2 separate regions of the Sus scrofa genome follow, and region 1 is linked to region 2. Evidence: chromatin contacts called from public Hi-C data. All regions are on one chromosome and are shown on one strand. Each heading gives the region's core, a stretch centred on a gene start, on an enhancer-like site or on the middle of the called end of the contact. The rest is flanking DNA. Distances are from core to core; before and after follow the strand shown. Region 1 holds the start of FECH (ferrochelatase). Region 2 holds the start of SPG21 (spastic paraplegia 21 (autosomal recessive, Mast syndrome)).

The links. Hi-C and Micro-C count contacts between places; a contact is called where the count stands out from the background.
Region 1: a Hi-C map of heart right ventricle shows a contact between it and region 2, with 2.8 times the contacts expected there. The contact joins the promoter of FECH here to the promoter of SPG21 in region 2. A contact is called at or near these places in 2 of 47 Hi-C or Micro-C datasets (epiblast stem cells and heart right ventricle) and 1 of 2 datasets of contacts at active chromatin or transcription factors (alveolar macrophages).

The regions. Positions count from the first base shown.
Region 1 is chr1:106,894,970-106,901,816 of Sscrofa11.1, reverse strand. It overlaps FECH (ferrochelatase), which reads left to right and starts at 3,582. Exons shown (of 11, transcript NM_001170523.1): 1 at 3,582-3,648. The coding sequence starts at 3,582. LOC110260892 (a long non-coding RNA gene) reads right to left here and starts at 3,327. Exons shown (of 3, transcript XR_002344451.1): 1 at 3,111-3,327; 2 at 2,863-3,009.
Region 2 is chr1:107,007,794-107,015,119 of Sscrofa11.1, reverse strand. SPG21 (spastic paraplegia 21 (autosomal recessive, Mast syndrome)) reads right to left here and starts at 3,296. Exons shown (of 9, transcript NM_001244929.1): 1 at 3,054-3,296.

The DNA.
Region 1 (6,847 bases), core at 2,333-4,832, 110 kb after region 2:
ATGGCAACGTTGGATCCTTAACCCACTGAGCGAGGCCAGGGATCAAACCCGCATCCTCGCAGATACTATGTCCAGTTCTTAACCTGCTGAGCCACGATGGGAACTCTGCAAAGCCCTATTTCTTTTCAACAATTATCTCCAGGCATAGTTGTTTCATAAATGAATGAAGTACTGGAGAGCATGCCTTGCGTTTTACTTTTTTATCCTTCACATTGCCTGATACAATGCTTTACTCATGCTAGACTCAGCAAATATGTTCAGATGAATAAGTGCATGATTGAAGCTGGACTTGAGGTTCTGCGTGGTTAAGAGGGGCAGTCAACATGCACATTGCATTGTCTGGATTTGGTGCCCTCTTGGCTGTAAAACAATTACAGTGAACATTGATCAGATTTCCCTGAGTAATCAGAGCTCACTGTTGTCTGCCACAGGCAGCCACTGCTGCTCTTTCACTGAACACTCCCATCCCCCTTGCCCTGTTGTTTTTCTGATTAAGGAGACAGAATTGAGGAATTTAAATTTAGTTTGCGTAGCTCAGAGGTGCCAATCATGGCAAATAATGAATTAGAGGATCTTTCCCTCTCCCTCTTTCCTGAAGCATTGAGCTGAAACCAACAAATTCATTTTCTTGAGAACCAAAGGCCGAACTCCGAGTGCTGTGTGTGACAAGAGTGCTTTCTTCACTAATTAAGCCACCCGGGGTCAGACAAACCCTCGCCTGTGTGGTGCGGGTACCACTTATCTGAACTGGCCTAGAGACTGTGCCTTCAGATTAAGGGAAGTGGTGATAGTTTTGATACAAATATTTAAGCCAGAAAAAAACACATTTATATACACACTTATGTGTATGTGTATATATATATATATATACACCATCATATATGTATATATATATAAATAAATTAAAATGTTAAATTTAAATTAAATTTCATAATTTAAATTTTTATAAATTTCTTTAGCCTTGAAGGGCTTTCTGGATTTCTTATTAAACCCATATTTAGAACTCACAATTTCTGGTTTAAGGACTATGTTTTCTGATCAGTTCTTCTTTTTTCTTTTTTTTTGCTTTTTAGGGACACACATGTGACATATGGAAGTTTCCAGGCTAGGCATCTCCAAAGGGTTTTGAAAAGGGCTCCTATAAATCACATTATAGCTGCTTCCACTTCAAAAGAACATAAAATGTACTCATTGAAAAGCTGTTATATATGATGTTTGTAAGAAATAAGTCTTAGATTAGAAATAACAAATGTCATGAAACTCTCTTTGGGGAAAAAGCATAAAGTTCTGTTTACATTTGTAACCTGAGTCTTCATATGTACATCAAGAGTGTAGTTTTGAATGAGTTTTTAAAAAGTCAGTAAAAATAAAAATACAGGTGTGAGGAAAATGTATGGCATGGTGCTAATTCATTTTTTAATTTTATTATATTGATATACTTAATAAAGCATGTTTTGCTAGTTCCCTTCTTTCTTTCTGGCCAGCTACAAATTTAACCTGTTTCAGTGCTGATTATGTGGGCTTTGCACCTTTCTGCCTTGTCACTAATCATCAGCATTTCCCTGGGAGGGGCCAGAAGACTCCTGTTATCTCCACTTAGCAGGAGGGGCATAGCACCCGGGATGGAGAGATAACATTTCCAGAGGCTCCCAGAGGTAGCTGAGGAGAGCCCACATAGCTCAACCATTACAAACTCTTGGCCTTTTCTAGTTCTCTTGCCTTGTCCACTTTTTCCAGCAGAACATTTCAAAATGTAGAGTCTGTTTGTGTAGTTTATTTAAAAGCAGTGGGTTTCAGGAGTTCTCATTGTGGCTCAGTGGGTAAAAATCCAACTAGTACCCATGAGGTTGCGGGTTCAGGTTCGATCCCTGGCCTCACTCAATGGGTTAAGGATTACGTTGCCACAAACTACTGTGTAGGTCACAGATGCAGCTTGGATCTGGCATTGTTGTGGCTATGGCATGGGCCAGCAGCTGCAGCTCTGATTCAACCCCTAGCCTGGGAACTTCCATATGCCACAGGTGTGGCCCTAAAAAGAAAAAAAAAGCAATGGGTTTAGGCTTTAGGTAGAGGAATATATTATCTATGAAGATCACCTCTCTTTTTTATTTATTTTTTGGCCATGCCCATGGCATGAGGAAATTCCCTGAACCAGGACTCGAACCCATGCCACAGCTCTAGGCTACCAGAGAACTCCTGAAGATCACCTCCTTAAAGGGCAAATTAAACTAATATAATTTTCATTCTGAGTTGATTTGAAGATCATGTAGATAATATGAAAGGTAATTCATTTAATTTGACATATTTACACTGAGCTTATAACCAAGGAGGACTAACTTTAATAATAAATAAACTAATTTAATCAAGAGAATACAGAAAACTTTTCCAACCCAATCTAGACTCCATCTTCCTGGAATGTTCCACATGGCATGCCCCCTACTTCCTCAGGTCTTTCACAAATGGCAGTGAGGACTTCTCTGACCTCTTTATTTCAAATTGCATTAGCCTCCTCTCTCTCATCTCTGTTACATCGCTTCTTTCTTTCTAACGCTCATCATCACCCTAAATAGTACATATTGTGATTATTTTCTGACTCTCCCCTAATCCCCATGTAAGCCCCTCCTCTGTTCTATTCATTGCTGTTTTCCAAGTGCACATGATAGATGCTCAATGCTTGTTCAGTGAATGAAAGAATGATGCCTGACACCTTTCTGTTCCAAAGGTTGGTCTTGTACTCTGAGACGCACTGAATTTATGGGTCAGGTGGGCGGGATGTAGGGGTGCAGGTGTAGGGATGTAGGAAAGGCTAAAAATGAAGGGGGTGGGGGCTGTCCCGTGGGCGGTTTGGGGTCAGGTGACTACCTTGTCAAGGTGCGCAGACATCATACTGATAAACTTCACCACACTAGCCTTCCAAGAAGTTGATTTGCTGGGCTGGCCTTCACTTTTCTTAACACGATCACGTTAGCTGTATAATGTTGGCTTTCTGGTCACAGCTGTCAAAATCTGCTGCAGAAAAATTGGATAATTATTCGTGAGTGTCTTATATGAAAGAATTCCTTTTCTCATTCTGAAAACAAAGCAAAAGAGTCAGCACAGTTGTTCTGTACCTAGGCAACGAAAGTGGAGAATTGAGGCAAAAGCATTCTCATTCTATGCGATAGTAACGGTAATGTCAAGAAAGTTCTTTGCTGAGTTGTGGTTGCAGTTCCTGCCTTGGTCAGGTGGCTATGTGCAACCAGGGAGACACAGAGTGAAGCTGGGCGCCAACGCAAGTATTTTTGGTGGAAGAGATGGAAAGGGCGGATAGTACAGTCCTGAGCCGTTTCTTACCCTGAAGACTGCCTTACGGCAGGGCAGGCCCCGGTGAGGGGCGTGCCTCCTCCTGGCCCCGCCCTCGATCCCCGCCCCGGTTCGGCAGCGAATGAGCGGGCGCGCAGCCTGGGCGCAGGGAGTGGCGGCGCATGATAAGGCAGCGTGGGTGGCTGGTGCTGCGCTCTGCGACTGGTCGTTGTCGGAGCCCGTGCCTGGCTGTGCTGCTGCGGGAGGAACCCAGGCCCCGGGCCGAGGCTGCCCCGGGAATGCTTTCAGTCGGCACAAACATGGCTGCGGCCCTGCGATCTGGGGGCGTCCTGCTCCGCGATCTGCGTAAGTGGGGTTGTCGCGGCCGCCGCCTAGGCTGGGGACCCGGTGACGGCGGGGACAGCAGGCAGCTAGCTGCAGGCCCCCGGGCCTGGGAACTTCCAGGAACGACGGCGGCTGCACAGGAAGCTGGGTTGTGGGGCAAGGGGCGGAGAAGGGATCCGGAAAGGGACCCTCCCGTGGGGCTTACTTGACGGCCCTCGGAGGCCGTGGGGAGGGGTCCTGGAGTCCTATTGGTCAGCTGGGTGGCCATGAGGAGTGGCTGAATTTCTCAGAGCCTTAGTTCTTTTCTGTAAAATAAGAATAATGATAGTCACAGAGTTGTGAGGATTACGGGAGGCAGAGTGCGTTAAGGGCCAGGCACAGAAATGGTAACGATGGCAACGTCACCATCATCATCACCGTAGACATCTACCCTGAGGTTCCCTCCCTGGTGGTGGAAGTCACACTGGGTCCACTGCTCCTCTCCCTAGCCCCTGGCGTCACGCAGTGCTCACTTTTGCAGCAGGACCCACTGCGGGGCAGCTGGGCTTAGTGTTTTATACAGGTATTTGGAGAAAAAGCCCCAGTGACAATCCTGCACATATCTGATACAGACGTGAACGTACTTTGCTGACAGAACTCTAGTTCAGACACTCCTGGCTGGGATACTAGCCCTGCAGCACTTCAGCAAGGGATTCAGTGTAGCTTGAACTTTGTTAAACGTAAAAGGAGAAGGTAATACCTCATAAGCTTGCCATGGAGATTAGCTGAATACAGATAACGCCTATAGCACCGTGACAGGCACACAGTAGATATATAGATACCCTCAAAGTGTTCAGTTATTGTTATGTAAAAGGCTGCCACCTGCTAAGATGCTAAATTAGTACCTTTGAATGGTTACTGGACACAGATCTGACTTATTTTTATAAACTCCCTAAATCATCCATTTGGCACCTTCTGAGAAGGCATCCATTCTAAACCTCCATATCTTATTACAGGTGCCTTTGTTAGGAAAATAATAAGGTCCTAGTGTACAATGAGGATCCAGTTGCTAAGGGTAGTGGGAGACAAAAGACATTGTCTTTTAAGAAGAGGAAGCACAGTGCCAGTAATGGAGCTGAAAGAGGTATCCAATTAGTCTTTTCTTTCATCCATCCTTCCTGTAGCAAAGTCTGGACAGGCTTTAGAGTTGAGGTTGTAGAACAATACGAGAAACTTTAAAGGATTTGTTGTCCGGGTTATAAGTAACTAAGCGAAAGGATTAGTTAACCATAGTGGAAGTAGATTTAGAGTTCAACTGAATTATGGACTCTGATTTTAAGATGTAGTTATAGTACTGAAATTATCTTGTTTTATATGAAGGAATTAACTTCTAATTAATTTCTAGACTGTGGAGTTCCTGTCGTGGCGCAGTGGTTAACGAATCCGACTAGGAACCATGAGGTTGTGGGTTCGGTCCCTGCCCTTGCTCAGTGGGTTAACAGTCCGGCGTTGCCGTGAGCTGTGGTGTAGGTTGAAGACGCGGCTCGGATCCCGCGTTGCTGTGGCTCTGGCGTAGGCCGTGGCTACAGCTCTGATTCGACCCCTAGCCTGGGAACCTCCATATGCCGTGAGAGCGGCCCAAGAAATGGCAAAAAGACAAATAAATAAATAAATAAATAAATAAATAAATAAATAATTTCTAGAAAAAATTGAGTAGTATTTCTTGAATTCTTGCAGTAGAAAAGCAAAATTTTGCACTCACTTTGTATTTTTGCATATTAGAAAATTATAAGAAGCTCCCCAGTATAAATGTATATAGTCCTTATTTTTGAGTATTCTTACTTCTTGCTTAACCACATACATTGTGCCATTGTACTTTTAGAAAGTTGGTAGAGTAATCAATTTTTGTTTCTTTGTGCCTTTTTCTTTCCAAATTTTCTACATTAGGCACATATGTCTTTTGTAATTAGAAAAAATAAATCTAGAATAATAAAAAAGAAAATCAGTGTTTAAATTAATGACAGAATATTTTGGCTCCATAACAGCAAAATAACAATTCTTTTCTTAAAGCCTCCTCTCCCCAAGTGTTTATTAATAGTTATAATATAGGATCTTATTTCTGTTCATTTTCTTATTTCATTTTTTTGCTTTTTAGAGCCGCATTCACAGCACATGGAAGTTCCCAGGCTAGGGTCGAATCAGAGCTATAGCTGCCAGCCTACGCCACAGCCATAGCAACGAGGGATCTGAGCTGTGTCTGCGACCTACACCACAGGTCATGGCAACGCCAGATCCTTAACCCACTGAGTGAGGCCAGGAATCGAACCTGAAACCTCATGGATCCTAGTCAGATTTGGTAACCACTGAGCCACAAAAGGAACTCCTATTTCTGTTAATTTTTAAAATGGCGCACATTTTTGTTAGGATCTTTTGAAATAGTCGTCTCCTACATAATAGAAAAAGGCTCTATTAGGTACTTGTATACCTTGTTTTCTACTCTCTGTTGTACCACCCCCAAGCATCCAAAATATTAAATAATTTGGTTTTGGAGAACCAGTTATTCCCATGAACTTCTTAAGTCACGGGTATATTTTTGACTGATTCACCTATTGGGTTTCTCCAGGAATTAATGAAGTTTTGTTTTCTTAGGTTATCTTCTATTCATCTGCGTATCTCTCAGTTTTATAGCTTTTATTGTTTGTAGGCCTTCCAAAGGTAGACCAGTTGTCTGTGTCAAAAGTAGGGTTAGAATGACCTGGTCTTAGATCGTAAGTGGGCAAGTCCTTATTTTTGAGTATTCTTACTTCTTGCTTAACCATATACATTGTGCCAGGCAGTGTTCTTTGGGCTGGACATAGATTTTTTTTTTTTTTTTTTTTGTCTTTTTGCTATTTCTTGGGCCGCTCCCATGGCATATGTAGGTTCCCAGGCTAGGGGTCTAATCAGAGCTGTAGCTGCCTGCTTACGCCACAGCCACAGCAACTCAGGATCCGAGCCGCGTCTGCTACCTATGCCAGAGCTCATGGCAATGCTGGATCCTTAACCCACTGAGCAAGGGCAGGGATCGAACCCGAAACCTCATGGTTCCTAGTCGGATTCGTTAACCACTGTGCCATGACGGGAACTCCTTTTTTTTTTTTTTTTTAAATTTCCTAATCTTTACAACAGCTCTGCACCTTTGGCCTTATCACTGTTTAACACACGAGAAAAGTGAGGCTTGGAATAACTCGGTGAGTGGCCT
Region 2 (7,326 bases), core at 2,047-4,546:
GAGATTAGTGATTTCCAGCTTTTGTAGCTCTGTAACCTTGAAAAAGCCACTTACACTCTTTGGGCTTGTTTTCTCATCTATGACTGTTTCACCACTGTGTCTCCAAAGCAAAGGCGTTATCTATTGACTAAATAAATAGCTATATCCTAAGCTGGCTGAACCAGACAATCCTGGAGTCCCTTTAAACCAGGGTACCTATGAGCACTGGATTGGCTGAGCATCTTCAACTTAAAGGCTGCCCGTCTTTGCTCAGGCATCTGCGTCATCCTAACAGAAACCTGAAAATTATATAGTTCCTTGTTGCACATTCTTATGGCCAAATGAGGAACTTCCACCCATCAGTCTGGAAGGATTCACATGCTTATTTGCATCATGTCCTCCACCCCAAAGCATGCATGGGTTTCCCTTGAGTTTGAGACCCTAGGACTTAACTTTTGGGCTGATTCTGAACTGCCATTTCAGAGGGGCTTCTCTGGACTGATCAGGAGCAGGAGAGTCTAAAGCCAATTAATCTTCTTCCTGGGCCCTCCACATTTGCTCCTTCAGGAACCCAAGGTATTCAGCAGGCACAACTGTGACCTGTAAACTTAAGGTTTACTAACTGAACTCCAAGGAGATGGTAAATGTGTTCATCCAACATTAAACTTGGTTTCACCTTTACATTCTAATAAGGGTCTCTTTTCTCAAGGCCAGGATGGTACTTTTAGAAAAGTTTATTAAAATCTTAAGTGCCTCTAAAGCATCAAGAAAGTCATCAGCTAGTTTTATGCTGAAAAATCAGTGTGCAAAGATGTACTTCTTACTCATACTGAACTGAAGAAATCATTCTCTCCACATCCATTTCCTCTTAACAAATACTAACATGTTAAAAATCAAAGCCATCTGAATTACAGCCTTTCTCTAAGCTGGTCACTGATTTTAACTGAAAGCAGCTAGCACAAATAGTTAATTATGGAATATTTTCTACCTAGACAGACTTGAAATACTCCTATATCACCTAAATATTTCCTAATGAAGACATTTTCTAGTATTACATTACTATAAACAATTACTGTTGTATAGGAGGAAATATCAAAAACATATTTAGATTTAAAAAAAAAACCTACTCAATAGAGTTATAAAACAACTTAGCTAATTAAAGCCAGAAAGTTTGCTTCTAGGTTCACCAAACTTGGGATAAAATATTCATAGTTTAGAATCCATTGCAATGTACAAACCAAACCATCATACAAATACACACACTCCCATCATAATCAGGCACACACATTCACCGTCACTCATCCACTTCTTCCCGCAACAGTTAAGAAGAAAGATGTTCCTTACCACAGTCTCAGTATTATTCACAATCATCCAACATTATAACAATTTATAACTAATCTTGCTGGACGGAGAGATTCCAGCCAACTGTGACTAAATTTTTGTAGAGGCAAGTGATTTTAACACTTGTGCTGGTTTGGCAGGACATGAAAGGTAAGATAGATACCAAATGCTGCATCTGACCAACTGACGTTTAAGTGAAAAAAAAAAAAACTGCTGCAAAAGGAAAGCAGCTGTGAGTGGTATGAAAAGGCAGTTTGTTCTCCCAGCTCTCTTTCATCCACTACAGGGGAAGGAATACTTCTCCAAGTCATAAGGGGAACATTCTGCATATGGCAAAAAAAAAAAAAAAAAGTTAACTGAGATTTTGACCAAACTGGTCAGAATTAAAGAAAGAATGTGGACCACAAGCTCAACACTGATCTGATCTCTCACAATTCGACTCTTCACAAAAAAAAAAGCACCTGTTCATGCTGGTGGGAAAGGGACTGCAGGAATTTTGCCTTAATCTTGCCTAAGGAAACCCCTCCTCACGAGTGCTCTGGACACCTGGGCCTCTCTGCCCCTTGTGCTTGCTCAACAATAAAACTGTGTGCACCAAGAATTATGTGCACTTATGTCTCAAGGTTTCAACAGAACCAGCCAATTTACAGTCCACTTATCCTCAGGGTTTCAACAGAACCTGCCAATTCACAGTCAATGAAATCGCCTTTACAAATGTCTAAGTCATATAACCAGTTTAACTAGTCAGAGGTTTTCTGATCCTTTATCTCAACAATATGATCGACTTATGGACAATCTGTGATTATTATTAACACCATCAATAGCCAAATATTAGAACCTGAGACTCTCTAGGTGATGCCATTGGCTTTTTAATGTAGGCCTCCATACCTCAGCATACCAGTCCAGAACTATTCTTTTTTTAGGTTTCCTCAGGGGAAGATTTATCTCTCTTTTCTTCAAAAACTTATTTCATTACCTTCTAAACCTCATGGGAGTAAACGCTGATTACCTGACATTTCGACTGTGACACCTCATCTTGTATAGATGGCTTATATAAAAGCTTTTGGAAATTTGGCACACAGCTATTCGATTACCCCTCAGTCTCTTGAATCTTTGTGCCAACAGGAGCTGGAACATTGTAGGTGGAGACAAAGCAGCAGCATATGCAGAATTTATGACTCCCCAGTTAAAGGAGAAGAGGAAAAGTGAGACAGCCTAGCCCTGCTACTTTCCCCATGCCTCATTCACCAGCCTCACACCTGGACCCCACTCAGCAGTGACAAAGGCATTTATCACTTTCAGCCTGAGGTGCAATCTCCAAAACAACTAGTCTGCTTAGAGTTCTTAAAAGTTTACAGAAAAATATGTTCCTGGGCCGCAGCAGTGTAGCCCCAAGATAGGATTACAAGAATGTACCCAGGTCAAGCGTCCTCCACCTCACCCTAGGCGACTCATACACAGACCTCCACCTTCTCCCACTCCCACTATTGATAGCCACACAAAGGCGGGGTCACAGGCACACGGATCTCCTCCACGAACTCAGAATCGACCTCAGTCAAACACACACAGGGACATCCAATCACGTGCATGGTCACATGAACTGATACAGTCGGATCCACACAAACTCACGCCGACAGAGGCAGCCGCTCACAATACAAACCACTCTCACCTGCAGCCACAAACACATCAAACACTCACACCCTCCGCTTCTCAGGGCCCAGCCAAACCCTCACCTTCCGTGGCCGCCTCCAGTTCCCTTTCCCGCCTCCCCAAGGCGGCTTTTCCCTCCAGCACGGGTCCAGTCCAGGGAGGCTGCTGGGCCCGGGTCGGGGCCGGTGGGTGGAGCGCTCTGTACCCGCAAGCTCTGCAGACCTTGGGGGCGCGTTGGAAAGCCGGCCTCCGAGGGGCGGGGCGCGCGGCCAAGCAGGCCTGGGCCACCGCCCTCTCTCGCGAATCTTTCGCGCAGCTGGCCTGAGCCCCGCGCTTCCGGGTTTGGAGGGGCGGGGCCACGTCGCGAGGAAGGGGCGGAGCTGCGTGTCTCCGGCGGTCACCATGGCCACGGGCGGGTTGGACCGCAGGGCTGCACTCCGAGAGCTCTCCGTACATCCTGTCTGATGCGGTCTCCGCACTCGCTCAGGCTGTGGCGGCGGGCGCGGGTAAGAGGTCCGAGGAAATTCTGGGTCAGTTCTAGGTCACCTATGTGATGTGATCACCGAAGGAGAGGTTGTGGGAGTGGAAGAAAGGGGCACTTGACCCTCGGGACCTGCCTTTGCCTGCAGTTCACGCCCTCTTGGAGGAAACGGATGCTGGACGTTTTCTCTCCGCCGTATAAAGCTTTGAGGGAACCCCTTTGGGTTTCAGTCCTTGATGAACAGGGCTTTATATACCCTCTTTTCTTGGCAAGGTTTTTTTTCCTTTGCACAGCCACCGACGGCCTTCATAATCCTCCACTGTAACGTTCCCGCCTCCCTTCCCAGGCTTGTGCTGACGTTCTGGGGATTTCCGGGAACAGCTCCCACTGAACCTCCAACTCCCTCATCGTTTTCCCTTAAAGAAAATAAGAGAATATTAATATATTTGTAAACATTATTCTCAAGTAAGATGTTGCAGAGGTCACGACTCTCTTTTTCAATAGCATATTTTCAGCTGTGATAAGGTAGAATAACATGTTAAATCTCGTTTTAGGAAGTTTTTTAGTGATCCTGCCACAAAGTCTGTTGAAAATGCTTCTTCCTAATCTGTATTAGGGAAAACTTGTACTCTAATAAAAGCCTTTCCCTTTACCCAGGCAATTGTTTTGGGAATTAAGGTCAAGAGAGGATCCGAGTAAACTATCTTAAACTATGACCTCTGCCCTCCTGCTCAGGAGCTTTGGATTCCAGTCTAGAACCTGGACGAATCTCAAACGCATTTCTCAAGAACACAATATATCCATCACCCCCCAGCCAAAATCACCTTTCAGTAATAGAGAGATCTTTTATTATAAGCACCACATAGGAACTATACAGGGAATGTGTTTTCACGGAAGAATTTTAACCTCGGACTTTTTCCCAAAAACTTAGGTAATGAATGGGATAACTGGCAAATCACTGGTTGTATATAAAACCCATTATGGGTACCCATTACATTGTTTATCTTCTCCCACAGTGGTCTGGGAGCTGTAATTTTTTTTTTAATTAAAATTTTTCTTTTTAGGGCCAAGCCAGCAGTATATGGAAGTTCCTAGGTTAAGGATCAAACTGCAGCTGCAGCTGCAGGCCTACTCCACAACCATGGCAACACTGGATCTGAGCCCCTCCTGTGACCTATGCTGCAGCTTAGGGTTAAGCTGTGGATCCTTAGCACATGTGACCTATGCTGCAGCTTAGGGTCAAGCTGTGGATCCTTAACACAGTGAGCAAGGCCAGGGATCGAACCCACATCCTCATGGATGCTAGTCAGATTCTTAACCAGCCTAGCCACAACAAGAACTTCTGGGAAATTTAATTTAGAGCAAAGGGAACAGAGTGCTTTAACTAATGCCTTAGCTATTATAATCTGGCTAATAATAAATACTAAATGTGTACTGAATGAATTGATGTGCAAATAAAGAAATCAATCCACATGTATTCCTAAATCTGTACTCCTTAGATCCCATACTCCCAGACCTCGCTTGACTATCAGCCCTAATGAGACTTGAACTATGGATATGTGTAAATGGATTAGAAGTCCTTATTCTGTTAATTTGGTAATATTTTTTAACTTGACTCTTGATAATGGAAAACCATGCAGACTATTGCCTTTGGAATGGATAAGCAGTGAGATCCTGCTGTATAGCACAGGGGACTATATCTAGTCACTTATGATGGAGCATGATAATGTGAGAAAAAAGAATGTATACATGTATGTGTGACTAGGTCACCTTGCTGTACAGTAGAAAACTGACAGAACACTGTAAACTTACAGCTATAATGGAAAAAATAAAAATCATTTAAAATTTAAAAAAAGAAAACTATTTCACTATGTGGATACACTTTGTTATATGTATACTTTTATTAAAAGAGCAAACCCAAAATAATGAATGTTTTGTTTCCCTTAGAAAAGGAACCCATGGTCATGTTTGGTTCTTCACTTGTTCCGTAACGTTTGGCAAGCACCTCGTGCATTCCCTAATCTGAACAAGGAACAATTTTTTTTTTTTTTTTTTTGGTCTTTTTAGGGCCGCACCCATGGCACATGGAGGTTCCCAGACTAGGGATCTAATCAGAGCTGTAGCCTCTGGCCTACACCATAGCCACAGCAATGCGGTATCTGAGCCGCTTCTGCAACCTACACCACAGCTCATGGCAATGCCAGATCCTTAACCCACTGAGCAAGACCAGGGGTCAAACCTGTGTCCTCATGGATGCTAGTCGGGTTCATTAACTGCTGAGCCACAACGGGAACTCCTGAACAAGGAATATTTAATATCTGTGAATTCTAGCTGTTCAATAACCACAACTGCAGGGAGCCAACTTTTGACCCAGAGCAAGCAACGGTGCAGGCAGACCCAGTGGATATGGCTGGGAGGGTTTGCAGCTGTCATGGTTGGGGTATGCCAGCTAGTTCCCACAGCACCAATCCTAGTGTGAGAATCTCACAAACTGGAATGTTCCCAAAATACTCTGAACACGAAGCCAGAAGTAAACAGGTGGCCAGCTGGTTCCTAGAATTTCCCAAACCCAAGCTCTTTCCCTCAAATTGATCTTTTGACAAGATAATATTTTTTTTAAAACACATGCGCAAAATAATTCTAGATATATCTCTCATGCATGTACACAGACCAAACAGAGTAGTGGTTACCTCTGAGGAGAAACTGGGGATGGCTTTAGATTTTAGTATTTCATTTTATATAAGCATCTATCCATATGTTATCATGTGATTTAAAAAATCGCTTAGGAGTTCCTGCTGTGGCACAGTGGGTTAATGATCTGGCTTGTCTCTGTGGCATTGCCGATTGGACTCCTGGCCCGGCACTGTGGGGTAAGGATCCAGGGTGGCCACAGCTGTGGTGTAGGTCACAAATGTGGTTCGAATTCGATGCCTGGCTTGGGAACTTCCATATGCTACAGATGCGGCTGAAAAAGGGGGGAAAAATTACTTAAAGGCAACTATATTCTTTGCTTTAAATGCTGCTCTGAACCCTGCTCTAAATCCTTCAATAGCTCCCCATTGCCTTTAAGCTAAAGTCCAGGATGCATAGGCTAGAGCAGGTCTGGCTCTCCCAAAGAGCCCAGTATACCCTATTAGGTCTCAAACCTCTAGGTGTTTGTATACAATCTTCCTTCCACTCAGAGTGCCTCCCTACACTTGACTCAGCAGAATGAATTACCCCTATTTTGCCCCAGGAAATACATGTGAAAAAGTAAAAGAGGAGCAAAACAGTTTTTCCACACTAATAGCAATTCTTGGAATGCCATACTTCTAAGGCTTTCTAGAGTACAGTTGACTGCAGTGTTCTATATCAAATATGCTGAGGACCGAGATTGAAAATGAATGCTGTTTGTTCAGTGCCAGACCCAGGCTGTGTCATATACACACTGTACTAGATTGTAGGGATCAGACACCAAGTGGGAATTCTAAAACTGCCCAAGAAAGATACTGACATGACTATTCTATAGCTTTTACCTAAAGGTCCTATCAAACAAGTTATATACTGTTTTTTATAATTAACAATTTATTATCATCCAGGAGTCAAGAAACCTGAGTTTATCCTCGAGCAAGACATTTCTTCTTGCTGGGTGTGGTTTCCTTCTCTGTAAAATGAGTCCAAAGTTAGACTAAATGATCTCTAAGTTCTTTCCAAGTCTAAGATTTTAGATTATGAGAGCTATATTACAGAATCTTTACAATAGCCTTTCCTCAAAGCTGCTCTTCTCTGATAAACACCCCCTCCACTGTCACACCCTTCCAATCAGAAATTTAAAAAGCAGCCTGCACACAATTTTTTTTTTTTTTTGCTTTTGGAGGCATGTGGAGGTTCCCAGG